Regions from separate parts of the Mus musculus genome. Here region 2 is linked to region 1. Evidence: chromatin contacts called from public ChIA-PET data. All regions are on one chromosome and are shown on one strand. Each heading gives the region's core, a stretch centred on a gene start, on an enhancer-like site or on the middle of the called end of the contact. The rest is flanking DNA. Distances are from core to core; before and after follow the strand shown. Region 1 overlaps Hipk2 (homeodomain interacting protein kinase 2). Region 2 has its middle 17 kb from the start of Hipk2.

Region 1 (6,685 bases), core at 2,320-4,819:
GCACCCCGCAGAGCCTTACACACAGGAAGTGGGAGGTGTGAACAGAACCGCTTGACTTTGCTCACGTGATGGTTGTGATGGTGATGGTTCAGGTCAGCACCTCTCTCCTACCATAAAAACCTAGAAATTGTTCTATCACACTAAAGTGATTATGAGAGGATGGAGTGAGAATGCACATTCTGATTATTTTTGAGGACAGAAGGGAGAGGGAGTGATAATGGGCATTTCAATGAGGGAAATTTCAGGAGAAACAAACAAACAAAAATCCTGCTTTTAGCAAAAATCTGACCAAGGGAATTTGTACAGTTAAAAACATATGCATAAACTGATGGGGTGGTAGGAAGAAAGAACATATGTGAACATGTGTGCACACCACACATACACATCTAAAGATGAAGAAACAGTAACAAAGACAGAGGGAGAAGACTAAATGGAAGATTAAAAAGGATCACCTAACTACTTTTCCAGGCAATTTGATAGATTTGAAGGAATGGCCAAAATCCTAGTATGAGGAACTCAGTTTTCTTGCTACCAAAGAATAAGAGTTTGCAATAGCATCTGCACCAGCAAGTGGTGGCCTGTCACCTGTCTCCTGAGAATAGAAGGAAGTGTCTGCATGCATGTATTCAGGCCTGTTTTGGACTCCCAAGAGACCAGAAATTCCTGAGGGAGACAGAACCCACACTGGTTTCCTAAGGAAGTCCTGGCAATGTTCTGCTGGGATTAGCACTGTGCACAGCAGGTACTTAGTACCAACTGACAAAAGGAGCCAAACTCAGAGGCTGCAGTTGAAAAGCTCTAACCCAGGACTGTGTAGTTCTTTTTCATTTAGCCTCAACAACTGACAAAAAGAGAAAGAAAAATAACAACCCCCTAATCCTCCAAGGATTCGACTGAGAGTTGATTCTGAAGCTAAGTAAAACCTTGCCTTGTTAGAAATTTGGCTTGGATAAAAATCCCACAGAAGTGTTCGTGGTTGATTAACCTAAGTGCTCTCTCAGCAAACACACGCATGAAGAAGCCCTGGTGCACATACACAATGGATGTTTACTCAGTCGGAAGCAATGAAATTATGTCACTGTAGGAAAATGGACGGAACTGGAGATCATCATGTCAAGCAACAGAAACCCAACTCAGGACCAGCGCTGTTAGGAGGCACTCAGACACATTAAGTTTCCCTGGACTCTGAAGAAAGTAGGAAACAGAAAATGGGTTGATTTACAGTTTGCTCAATGGGTGTGTGTGCCCAATGTCCTCCCACCATGCCAGTAGCCATCTTACAATTTTTACAAAGCCATAAGCCAAAGGTTAGAACATATGCAAATTTAGCTGTGAGAGAAGTTAACAAGCCCCTCTCTAGGGGAAAAGAGGGTTTGGCTCCAGATGGCCTCCATATTACTCTAAGAATATTTTATGCAAGTACAGATTGAGGAAAATGGGGTCTTAAATATCCCTCATTTTTTAAAGATAAGAGTTTCAAGTCGTTGTGAGAACCCATTTTTGGCCTTGGAGAGTTTCCTGTTCCTAAGTCCATTTGTACTATAGGTAGAAAGGGTTTCTGTGGTGAGCTTTGGAGCCCTTACGATCGATCTCTTCCTTTGGGCACAGTCCTCACACTGGTCACTATCCTCCAGGCTTGTAGCACTGTCTCTGATCTAAGTCCCCATCGCTCCTTCTCATCTGCTTCAAAAGACCCTATTGTTTGGTTCCAGGTTTGGGGCTGCCCCCTCCTCCTGGGTTTGGCATCATCACTGTATGCTATTCCCTGACTGTTCTGCTTGGCAGAGTGAATGGATGACACTGGGAGTTTTCCTTTCCCTGTAGGCATTGTGTTCAATATGGGCAAATATTTGTGTAGCCTCAGTATTGTGCATTAACACAAGGACAGAATCATTAGTGATTAGATTTTTCTATGGGAAACAGCAAAGCATTGGAGAGAAAGTAAACCCCAGTGGAAGATAAAAAATGCTAAGGGTGGGCATCTTAAAGTATTACTCAGAAACAATGTGGGAAATGGCAGAATTGTATTTCCTCTGTTCTTCTAAAGGGAAGTTCAGGAGAAGGTCAGAAGGAGAACAATGCAGACCATCTATCACACAGCCTCTCCCCTAGAACGGTCCCTTACACACTGCAGTCTCAGATTTCAATTCTATAATTATACCACCCCCCACCCCATCCCCATCTCCGCTACAGAATGCTCGCCACCATGGCCTCCTTAATTATATATTTCATTTCCATTTACTAACACTGGGACTTGGTGGCCACTGCCAGGGTGGGCCCATACAATGTTCCCTCTCAGTTACATATACAAATGTTACAGAATCCATACATGTTGCTAATGGTGACCTTCAATCATCAACTTTTGGTTTTGTTTATTGAACAAACAAGAACTAGGTATCAGTTGTGGGTTTTCCTGGGGGAAACCATATTGGGATACCTTTTCTTCCCCTTAACAGTTTCGTTCAAGCCAAACCTTGTTTAAGGATACAAAAGGTGGTCTTGAAAGAGGCTATAGCAGCATGGGGCCTGAGGTGTAGGTGTTTGAGAGCATCAGCAACACCCACTTGCCATGTTCTTTGAGTTGGTGGGTGGATCAGAAAGGGAGTACCAGAAATGGATGCCATGGCAGACCCTGGGGGAACCCTACTCCTTCATCTAACTCACATAAGATGGCACTGAAGCTTTGTGTAGGAGACTTTGGATTACAGCTCCCAAACTGGTCGTTCCGCTTGCTCTGCTGGCTGCACGCTAACAAAGAATAGTCGAGGAACACCCCCATAGAACAGACAGGGGTGAGCTAATTAGCACTCCATCTGGGAGCAGAGGGTAGACCCCAAGCTGTCACGCTAAAGCAGTGGTTCTCAACCTGTGGGTCGAGACCTTTTGATGGCCAAATCACCATTCCACAGGACTTGCACATCAAATATTTATATTATAATTCATAACCGTAGCAAAATTACAGTTTTGAAAGTAGCAACAAAATAATTTTATGGTTTGGGTTACTACAACATGAAGAACTATATTAAAGGGTCACAGCATTAGGAAGGTTGAGAACCAGTGCTCTAAGTGATGGTATGAGCAGGATTTTAATTTAAAAAAAAAAAAGTACTTTAGAATGTTCCAGAGAAGGCATTTGTGGGAATGAGCTATACATTCAGGGGATTTAACATCAGCGGGTGGTCCCAGAAACGTTAGTAAATGAAACACAAATCACTGTGATGTGTGTGTTATTCTCTTAGGTCTCTTTGGAAAACCCCTTTTAGTGTTGGATTGTGTTTATAAAGGTTTTACGGAGGGACTTCTGGGAACACAGTGGTGACAGGCAGCCTCTGAGATGGCCTGTGATAGTCTACATCCCCTTATCTGGTGTTCCATTATATCAAGTGGGGTAAATGTGTGGAATCGATAAGATATCACAGAAATAATGATGTGTGACTTGTGAGATTAGTCGTAAAAAGGCACTGGCTTCTAGCCTGTTGAGTTTTGAATCACCTGCTATTGGAGCAAGCAGTGGCCATATTGAGAGGATAATGAGTGCCTGCTAGCAGGCAGCGCCAGCTTGCCAGTCACAAGAGTGAGCCTCCTTAGACTCCCGCAAGTGTCAAGTGTTTATAGCCCTAGCTAAGGGCTCAGTGAGTACAGTCTCCCAAGACTGGGCCAGGACTATCTGAGCCAAGTTGCTCTCAAGTTACTGACCCCCAGAAACTGAGATGATAACCACTTAGTGCACAAGCCACTAAGTTTTAAGGCAATTTGTCCCACAGTTATGGCTCATGTCCATGTGAAGGAATGCTATGCTCCTAGGAGAGCAGACCCTGTACAAAAGCAACTCTAGATTACTCTCTGGTCAGCTTCAATGGAACAGCCTGGACACATGTGCTGTGCTCCACTCAGTCCCTATTCTGACTGGACTTACTTAAATATCTTCTCCTAAGGAGAACAATGATGCTAGAGGCTTTCCAAACACTTTAAAGCTGGCAGGACCAAACTTGTAGGAAGAAGGCTGCAACTTGCTATCCTACAGGAAGGAGCCAACAGAGATATTAACAAATTGACCTGCATAAAACTTAAACTATTTATATTTTTTAATGAGAAAAGTATTAGCATATACTAGTTACATATAATAATGGGTTTCATTGTGGCATTTCCATACATGTACATATTTTGACCATATTCAAGATTTAATTCGACTTATTTTATTTTTTTAGATAGTGTTTCTCTGTACAGCCCTGGCTTGTCTAGAACTTACCTGTAGAGCAGGCTACCTTGAACTCACAGAGATCTGCCTGCCTCTGCCTCCTGAGTGCTCAGAGTAAAGAATCTAAACTTTTTAGCATTGAGAACTCAGGTGGTACTACCTAAGGGTAGGGACTTCCAGCTTCTCATGAAAATTAAAAGCTCAGGCAATTCTAGGGCCCATATTTATTGACAGCAATGATGATCTGAGGATGGTGGTGCTGCCCTTTCATAGACCCCTGTGTGCCACTTGCTGTAGCTGCATCAGCTTACAGCGGCACCATCTGGCTCTACTGGCACTTGAATTCTCAGATGGATAGGAGAGAGACTAGATGTAGGGAGACAAGTAAAATGTCTAAAAATAAAAGTTTTTATTTTTGATTGGCACTTTAGAGAGTTACAAAATTAGTTTTCTTTGCTACCCCCCACCTGCACCCCATAGCTGCTATCTCCCCTCCCCTCCACCCCTGTAGCTAGGCTGACCTAGAACTCTGCTATATACTTCAGGCAGTCTTTAAATTCTTGATCTTCTTGCTTTAGCCTCATGAGTTCTGGGATTAGATATGTGCCACCATGCCCTGTACTTTCAAAATTATTTTTCTTTGACTAGACAAAAAGCTGCCCAGAGGCAAGAGGCCATTTAAAATTTAGAAAGTATGTAAAACAACTACTGCACTTTACATTAAGTAGCATGCATTTTAATAGCAACGTTTATTCATGAAGGTTTTCTTATGTAAGGCCTCTGCTGAGAGGAAGTATGATGTTCCATCTTGCGACAATCTGGCTTTCTACTACAACAATAATTTACAATAACAGAAGAAAGAAAGGCTCTGGTGCCACAGCTCTGTGACTATCTGCTGGATTCTTCCCTCCTACAAGACAGAATAATTCTTTTCTGGCCTTCTCCCAGTTATGTATTTGATAAAGAATTATAATCAGTTCTTAGAGTAGCTTACTCGGGAATTAACTAGCCAGCCACTGGATAACTGATGTGAACAATCCTCTGTAGCTTTTACAAAACTCTGGAAGGAGAATGTGGCTAACATATATATCATGCTCTTAAGAAAACCATGTCCAAGTGGCCGAGAGCTCAACGGGGAAAAGAAAAGAGAAGACCTTGGGTTGCTTACAAGTCACTCAAGGGTAGTTTTCTATAAGAGTGGGAGCAAGGACAGAATGAGTTACCCTGTTCCCCTAAGCACAGTGAGCATTGTGGTAACCTCAACTGCCCATATCTACTGAGCTTCCAGTACATTTGAGACTCTCTGTTAGAGGTGGTACTAAGCAATGGTTTCTGTTTTCATGGATTTTTGCAATTGGAGTGCACATAGCAAGTGATACATGGAGGAAGGCCAGAAGGAGTGATCTCTTTTTCCACTCAATAAGCAATTACCAAACATCCACTAGGCACTAGGCACTTAGTATTTGGGCATCCACAAGAAAGTCTTTGTTCCTGTGGTGCTTACACTCCAGAGGCCACCAGGGAATGCTGCCACTGACTAGAGAGAACACAGAACTTAAGGGGTCAGGATTAGGTAGGCAGACTTCAGTGCTGAAAGAGAACAGAGCTGCTGGTGAGAAAGTAGCCTAAGCAAAGGTAGAGGTGGGGAAACAAAAAGAATGTTTAAGAGGACAAGGAAGGGCGTGGGGGCCAGGGCAGTGCAAAGGCAAGTGATACCAGGGTGGAAACTATCTTGGTTATTAGCACCACAGTCCTGGGTGGACAACAGCTTCTATTTGTTTCCACACTTAGGAAAAAAGGCCCCAGGGCATCTTCTCCAAGCAGGAAGGAGTAAGCACTGCTGGAAAACACAGAGCTGAGGCTTCCTAAAGCTGTACCACGGAGACTTGATGAGGCAGAGCAAGCGCAAGCCTCCTGTACCAGCACACAGAGCAGTCTGACCAGCAGACTACAGAAGCAGTGAGTGGCCTCTTTGTAAAGACAGGCCACTGAAAAGCCCAGATGACAAGTGACCAAGGACACGATCTTCAGTGCTTCAGAACCAGCCCGAGATTGCCTGCTCTGTCCGATGAGATCTGTTTTATGACACATTACACATGGGACAAGGGAAGTTTGTTTCTCTTTCTAAGGGTGGTAGGGGTAGGGAGGTAGGGGTAGGGAATACACCTGCTGCACCTCTGGGATTTTTTTTGCAGGAGCAGTGCCTATGTAGCTGAGTTGGCCAGATGACAAAGTCACAGAAACCAAGAATGATTTTAATTGCACTCCAGACAGGCTCACACTCCTACAGGCCTAACTGCACAAGCTACACATGAAAGTTTCTGTGATACAAATGTGACTCTTCAAGTTAAATATGATTACAAGCAAATCTCTGGGTGTGTTCATGCACTTAGAATGGCTTTGATGTGACCCCCTGCGTGTTTGGAGCCTGTCACCTGGTCTCATTGTCTCTGCTTTCCATATTTATGAAGTCATCCAGGCTTACTT
Region 2 (6,685 bases), core at 1,128-3,627, 130 kb after region 1:
TCCACCTCCCTGACCACTCCCAACTCTGCTTCCCTCCCCACCAAATCCTATTTGTACTACCCATATGCTCACGGATACAGGGCCATCCGCTGGAGGATGCTCAATCTGTCACGGGCCATAGCCTTAAAAAAAGAAGAAGAAAAACAAAACAAAACAAAACAAAACAAAACAAAACAGCAACCACTCCCAACTTACCCAGAAATCACCAGTTCAATAGTTAGGGATTGGACCTTGTTAGTCCCCCTCCCTCATGCTAGAATGTTAACTGTCTCTGTCCTGTGCAGCTGCTATGAGTGGCCCTATTATATCTCAAGATCCTGTTTAGCTCTGGTCCCCCTTACTTTGTGGTTCTTACAGCCCTTCCACCTTCCTCCTCTGTAACAGTCCTTGAGCCTTAATGGTTGTTAGTGGTCATAAAGATGTTCTGTTTGCTGCTGAGCACCACTGACACTTATTCTCTGTACTTGGATCAGTGGTGCGTTACTGTGTTAATTGCCATCAGCAGCACAAAGAAACTTCTTGGGCTGGAGAGATGATGGCTCAGTGGTTAAGAGCACTGACTGCTCTTCCAGAGGTCCTGAGTTCAATTCCCAGCATCCACATGGTGGCTCACAGCCATCTGTAATGGGATCCGATTCACTCTTCTGGTGTGTGTCCGAAGACAGCTACAGTATATTCATATAAATAGAATTGAGAGAGAGAGAGAGAGAGAGAGAGAGAGAGAGACTTCTCTGATGAGGTCTGAGGGCAGTGCTAATCTATGGCTTTAGAGATATGGATTTAGATGGCAGTTTGATACTATGTCTATGTAGTAAACTAATGGTAGTAAGTTCGTCTCTGAGGAGGGGGCTATGAACACTCTACCTTCAGGGCTTTTGTAATAGTTTGAGAAATCACAAAAATGCCTATAGTTCCCATGTGCTTGATGAACCAAGGAAGTACATGGCCCAGTGGGTATGATTTGATGGTCTCTTTTGTACATCCTCAAGTGTTTGTATCCTAAATTGTGTTTTTCCTTAGAACATCTTTAGGGCTGGGTCTGTTTCTCCATCAAGTCTTACTGATCCTAATGGTGGCAGTGGATCTGAGCAGCTCTGTTGGGTGGGCCCATGGACAAATGCTAATGTCTCTTTGTGCTTCTGTATTTCCACCACGTACACCTCTCTGTGACTGTTCCCTTTTGCCCCTCAAACTCGTGACCACAATTCTACCCCACATCGTTTCATCAGGATCTTGGGTTTGTCTCGGCCATGAAGCTGATGGAGCTTTAGTTTGAAACACATGGAGGGGGAACGAGGCTCGTTTAGGTTTAAGACAGAAGCATCCACACCACAGAGATGGTTTTTGAAGTCCTGCTCCTTCCCTTTCACTTCTCCAACATCTTTTCATTTGTCCTTCACCACACCTTTAAGGCAAAAGCAAAAGAAACAAGCAATAAGCAACAAGCCAGGTCTCATGTCTAATGCTAGAATCCAGGAAGCTGAGACAGGAGTCATGACTTCAAGGCCCTCTGAATTACACATATAGGCTGAGTTACAAACCAGCCTATATAGAGTGAGAATCTGTCTCAAAATCAAAAGGAGGAAAAACCCAACACAACCTACAAACAAATAAAAAGCCCTCAAAACTGGAATAATTGTTTAGAAAGTTTGTACTCTTATGAGAACAACAGGAAGAAAGAACACGAAGTGGCACTCACAGAGAAAATGGGCCCTCAACTCTTGAGCAAAGGAAATTAGAGTTCACTTTGACTAAACTATGTTCTAGTGTAATGAGTAAGATGTCTGAATGTCAGGCCACTCTTCTTTCTTGTGCTTATGTATTTAATCTCATAGAGAAGTAGCTGCACTCCAGATTACATTTATATGAATTAATGGATCCTTTGAGATTGTGTGAGAGGCTACTACACCGTTGACTGACATATGATCTGGATTATACAAACATCAAGCACAAGGAAGTTTCTGGTTTCTACAGTAGACCCATGTAGGTGAGTCTTACAGTGCATCATTTCCAGCTGGCAGACAGGAGAAAAAAAAGAACCCCCTTCCATGGGTAGAATCCGTGGGCCAGGTCTAGGAGTGGTGTCCTATCTTCTGTCCACACTACTTGGGCAACACTCAGTGCTGTGACTCCATCTAACCACAAAGGCGGCTGAGGAATGATCAAATATGATATGGCTTCTAAAAATAAGGAGTTTGCACTATCTCTGTTGACCAAGGGGAAGTGTCCATGATATATTAGTGATGAAGTAAGTTTCACAGTAATATGTATCATATGATATTTATAAAAGAAATGTGAGACTTCCCAGTGGTGTTTTGTGTCTTCCCACAAGCCCTGTGGAAAGCTGAGGAGACTGACACCCCACACTCTGACTATCGAGCCATTTACAGGCAGGGTGGAGATGTCGGCAGAGATGTGACACTTGGAACCTTTCTTTGTACATCTTTGAGTTCTGGCTTTTGTTTCACTTCTACTTACTCATACTTACTTTGGCCTTTTTAATATGTGTGATTATAAATGGGTTATAGTGAAGGGCTACTTTCATCCCCACACTCAAAAGGCAGGTGAATCTCTGTAAGTTTGAAGACAGCCTGATGTACATATGAAGTTCCAGGCTAGCTGGGACTACATAGGGAGTATTCTGTCTCAAACACACACACAACACACACACACACACACACACAAAACAAATTAAAAAGAAACCAAAATACTTGATTTAAAAATATCAAAACAAAGAAACATTTTATAATGGCTCATGTAAGCAGGTGTTGGGCCCTGTGAAATGTAGCAAACAGAAGTAAGGAAGAAACAATGTAGCTCTTTGTGTGTGTGTGTGTGTGTGTGTGTGTGTGTGTGTGTGTGTGTGTGTATACACCCTAACATGTGTTCCACTAGGAAGATAATTTTTTCTCAAGTTGGAACAGGGTACCTGAATGAATCAGGATATAGTACACAGACTCTGATTCCACATACAGCAAGTTAATCCTTCAATATTTACTATGGTAGCAGCTGGTATATCAAAGGTTACTAAGTATTCTACACCTAAATATCTGGGCCCTAGAATCAATCTCTCTCTCTCTCTCTCTCTCTCTCTCTCTCTCTCTCTCTCTCTCTCTCTCTTTCTGTATATTGTTACTATATAGACACTCTGATTTTGAGGAAGGAAATAATCAATGTGAATCTATAACTTGGTTGGAATGAACTTGTTAGATCCTGATAACTCTTGATAAGTCAGAGAATAGAATCCCCTAGACCACAGGGCTGAGACCTGGATCCTCCCCATGACCAATACGCAGAGATTCTTCCAAAAGCCAACCCCTAGGAGGTCAAAGAGTTACGGGCTTCAGCCACAGCCTTTTTGCTCCTGGCCATTTACTTTTCTGTGTTTCCTCTTCAAGTCTAGGAGGTTAAAGACTCTGGCTATTAATCCAGTTCTTATGGAATGTGGCCCAGAATCTGTGTTGGGTTCCTTGTTAATAAAAAATAAGCAAACAAACAGATATAGTGATCCCTATCTCTAATTCTAGCACTTGGAAAGTGGAGACAGAAGAGTCAAGAGTTCAAAGCCACCCTCAGCTACGTAGTTAATTTGAGGCTAGTCTAGGCTACATGAGACCCTGTTTCAATAAAATAAATAAACAGTCTGCGGAGATGGGTCAGAGGGTAGGAGTCTTGTGAGAGTAAGAGCACCAGAGGGTAAATTCCACAGAAAAGTGGGCACTGGTCACAAGTTCCTGTAACTCTAGCATTAGGGTGGGAGTGGCTGGGCAGAAATAAGCGTGTCTCAAGAGCTTTAGCCAGCCAGTCTAGCCAAAAGGTCCAGTTCAGTAAGAGACTTTTTCTCAAAAAGTGAGGTGATGAGGGCTGGAGAGATGGCTCAGAGGTTAAGAGCACTGGCTGCTCTTCCAGGGGTCCTGAGTTCAATTCCCAGCAACAACATGGTGGCTCATAACCATCTATAATCAGATCTGGTACCCTCCTCTGGCCTGAAGGCATACATGCCTGCAGAAGCCTGTATACATAATACATTTTTTAAAAAATCTAAAGGAAAAAAATGAGAGATAGAAGATGCCCAAAGTTCTATGATGGCAGATCACAGACTAGACAAAGGTAGTGGTTTAAAAATAACTGTACAAAGGAATAACGATTTATCCAAACCATCTTATAGCATCCAGGGACAAAAACAAGTGAAATAGCAAGCTAGTCACAGAAGGAGACCACCCATGAGTGCTGCAACCAAGAGAAAGAAGCCATTGTGAAAAGCCATGCTACTGGATCCTCCTAGCTGGGATGTTTGAAGACAGCCAAGGATATAGAAACACCAGACTAGTCCTCAATTGTCAAGGATGCCTGGGGACGAGAGAGGGACAAAGAGGTGGGACACAGAGGACTTTTAGCCCAATAAAACTGTTCTTCTTGTTTACTGTAATAGATCCATCACTGTACATTCGTCAAAACTCCAGAACAAACATGTAACAGGAAGAATGAGCCCTAATGTAAACAATGGAGTAGTACACTGTCAGTATTGGTTCATCAGTTGTAACAAATGTACCACATTAATACAAGATGTTAATGGCAGGGTAAAAATCTGCATGAGGTCGGGGAGAGGGACACAAAGAGCTGTATGAGAATTATTTGTGTTTTCTGCTCATTTTCCTGAAAAAAAAAGTCTGCTACTAATCTGAAGATTTTGACTGAAACCCCCAATGAACTCAGGGATAAAGATGTCCTATTTGAACCTGTTGTATTGGCCCACGCTTATAATCCCAGCAGTTAAAAGATGGAAGCAAGAAAATTACTGTGAGTAACCATGGCGAGTCCTAGGCAGAACAAGGCTCATTCATACTCAGAAGAAGAAGAAGAAGAAGAAGAAAAAGAAGGAGGAGGAGGAGGAGGAGGAGGAGGAGGAGGAGGAGGAGGAGGAGGAAGAAGAAGAAGAAGAAGAAGAAGAAGAAGAAGAAGAAGAAGAAGAAGAAGAAGAAGAAGAAGCAGCTTTTATAGGTCAGAGTTGGCCCTGTTCCAAAACAAAGCAAGACAACCCCAAACTAAAATATGTTATGTCTTCATGCAACCTGCATTTCTATAGATTGTGGCTACTATTTGTACACACTTAAATTTGCTACTTAGTATAGTGTTGATACAATATCTAGGGGTTTAAAATCAACCAACTGAATAAGGGCAGAAAATATAGAAAGATACATTCTCATGCTGCAGGTCCTTCCAAATTCTGATGTTAAAGAAAACCTCAGCATTTAGCACACACATTTTAATAGGAAGAAATTCCATGATAATAAAATTGTGGAATCTTTCTATCAGGAGGACTGGGATCTGAGTGTACGTGGGTGTGGCTGTGTGGAGGTGAGAGGTCAATGCCAGATGTCTCCCTCAGTCATGCGGGTGCCCGGAATCAAACTTAGGTCTGCAGGCTCACCCAACAAGCCCTTCACTAATGGGGACTTAGCCCCAGCCCCACATTTTCTCTAAGACTTGAACTTAACTATATGGATCTGAGGGTGACTTCAAACTTCTAACACTTCTGGCTTTACTTACTAGTTGTAATCATGTAATTATTTACAGATTACAGTCATGTTCCTCTATGTTTAAACTATGCAGTACAAGGGATCGAACCCAGGACTTTATGCATACTGGGCAAGCACTCTCCTAACTGAGCTATATCCCCAGCCCCAAACTTCGTTTTTATATTCTTTTTGTCATTGTTGTTAGGTTTTTGGTTGTTTTGCTTGGCTGGTTTTTGGAGGGAGGGTTTTTTTTACTTTTGCTTTTGTTCTTGTTTTTGAGACAAGGTCTCTATGAAGCCCTGGCTTTCCTGGAACTCTCATTGTAGACCACACCGGTCTCAAATTCACAGAGATTTCTGCCTCCGCCTTCCCCTCTTTCTGCCTCTGCCTTCCCCTCTCTCTGCCTCTGCCTCTCTGCCTCTACCTCTCTGCCTCTGCCTCTCAAGTGTTGGGACTAAAGACATGGGCTACTATCACCCGGCCCTTAATAGATACTTTGAGGACAAGCCATATTACCTAGAATGAGATGAGTATTTGTAGTCAGAGGCAATCAGCTCAGTTAGTAATGGAGCCCAATTCAAAGTGTTGTTTTCAACTTTGAACCACTGTGCTTAAGATAACTGACCAAGGATACGCCTCCCCTGTGACTATATCCAAACTGTTTGTTCTTTACCGCCCCCACCCCGTAGTCACAGCTTCCAAATCTATTAATTCAGCTATGAATTCAATCAAAACCATTCCTTACAAATGGCATCCATACTAAATTTGTCCAACTTTTTTTGTCATTATTTTCTAAACAGTGTAGCATCATCTAAGGGCTCTTTACTTAGATTTGCATGGTGTTGGGTATGGGAAGTACAGATGATTTTAAGTAGACACAAAAGGTGCACGGGGAGCAAACCCTACACCATCTTACACAAGGGACTCTGATGTCTTCAGGTTTTAGTATCTTCACGATTCTGGAACTAATTCTTTGAGGATACTAAGGAATGATTATTGAGGTCAGGCAAGGATTTGGGCCACAGAATTTGCCATCATCTAATTTCCCTCATCTAAGATCATCTTTTGTGGCAACTAAAATGGCTGAACTTAGAGACAAAAACCTTAGTCTCTGCCTTGACATGGAGAACACAGCTGGTTGCTAGAAGCTGCTTCATTATTAGAGA

The links. ChIA-PET counts read pairs in DNA pulled down with a chosen protein or histone mark.
Region 2: a contact with region 1 is called in an SMC1A ChIA-PET map of the G1E-ER4 cell line, with 5 read pairs. The contact joins two enhancer-like sites. A contact is called at or near these places in 1 of 15 datasets of contacts at CTCF or cohesin (the G1E-ER4 cell line), 4 of 484 Hi-C or Micro-C datasets (B cells, the CH12 cell line, bone marrow-derived macrophages and 1 more) and 4 of 115 datasets of contacts at active chromatin or transcription factors (acute myeloid leukemia, bone marrow-derived macrophages, fetal liver and 1 more).

Annotation. Positions count from the first base shown.
Region 1 is chr6:38,759,407-38,766,091 of GRCm38.p6, forward strand. The region is part of intron 2 of Hipk2 (homeodomain interacting protein kinase 2); the gene reads right to left. The region is part of intron 2 of 4930502C15Rik (a long non-coding RNA gene); the gene reads left to right. Among named protein-coding and RNA genes, the nearest start is that of 4930502C15Rik, 25 kb to the left of the region's middle. Within about 2 kb of position 3,570, at least 13 of the 459 cell types and tissues checked have an H3K27ac peak or open chromatin away from gene starts, as enhancers often do. A contact at or near this core is called in the G1E-ER4 cell line, where this site is marked.
Region 2 is chr6:38,890,079-38,896,763 of GRCm38.p6, forward strand. It overlaps a transcript of Tbxas1 not described here. Among named protein-coding and RNA genes, the nearest start is that of Hipk2, 17 kb to the left of the region's middle. Within about 2 kb of position 2,378, at least 19 of the 459 cell types and tissues checked have an H3K27ac peak or open chromatin away from gene starts, as enhancers often do. A contact at or near this core is called in the G1E-ER4 cell line, where this site is marked.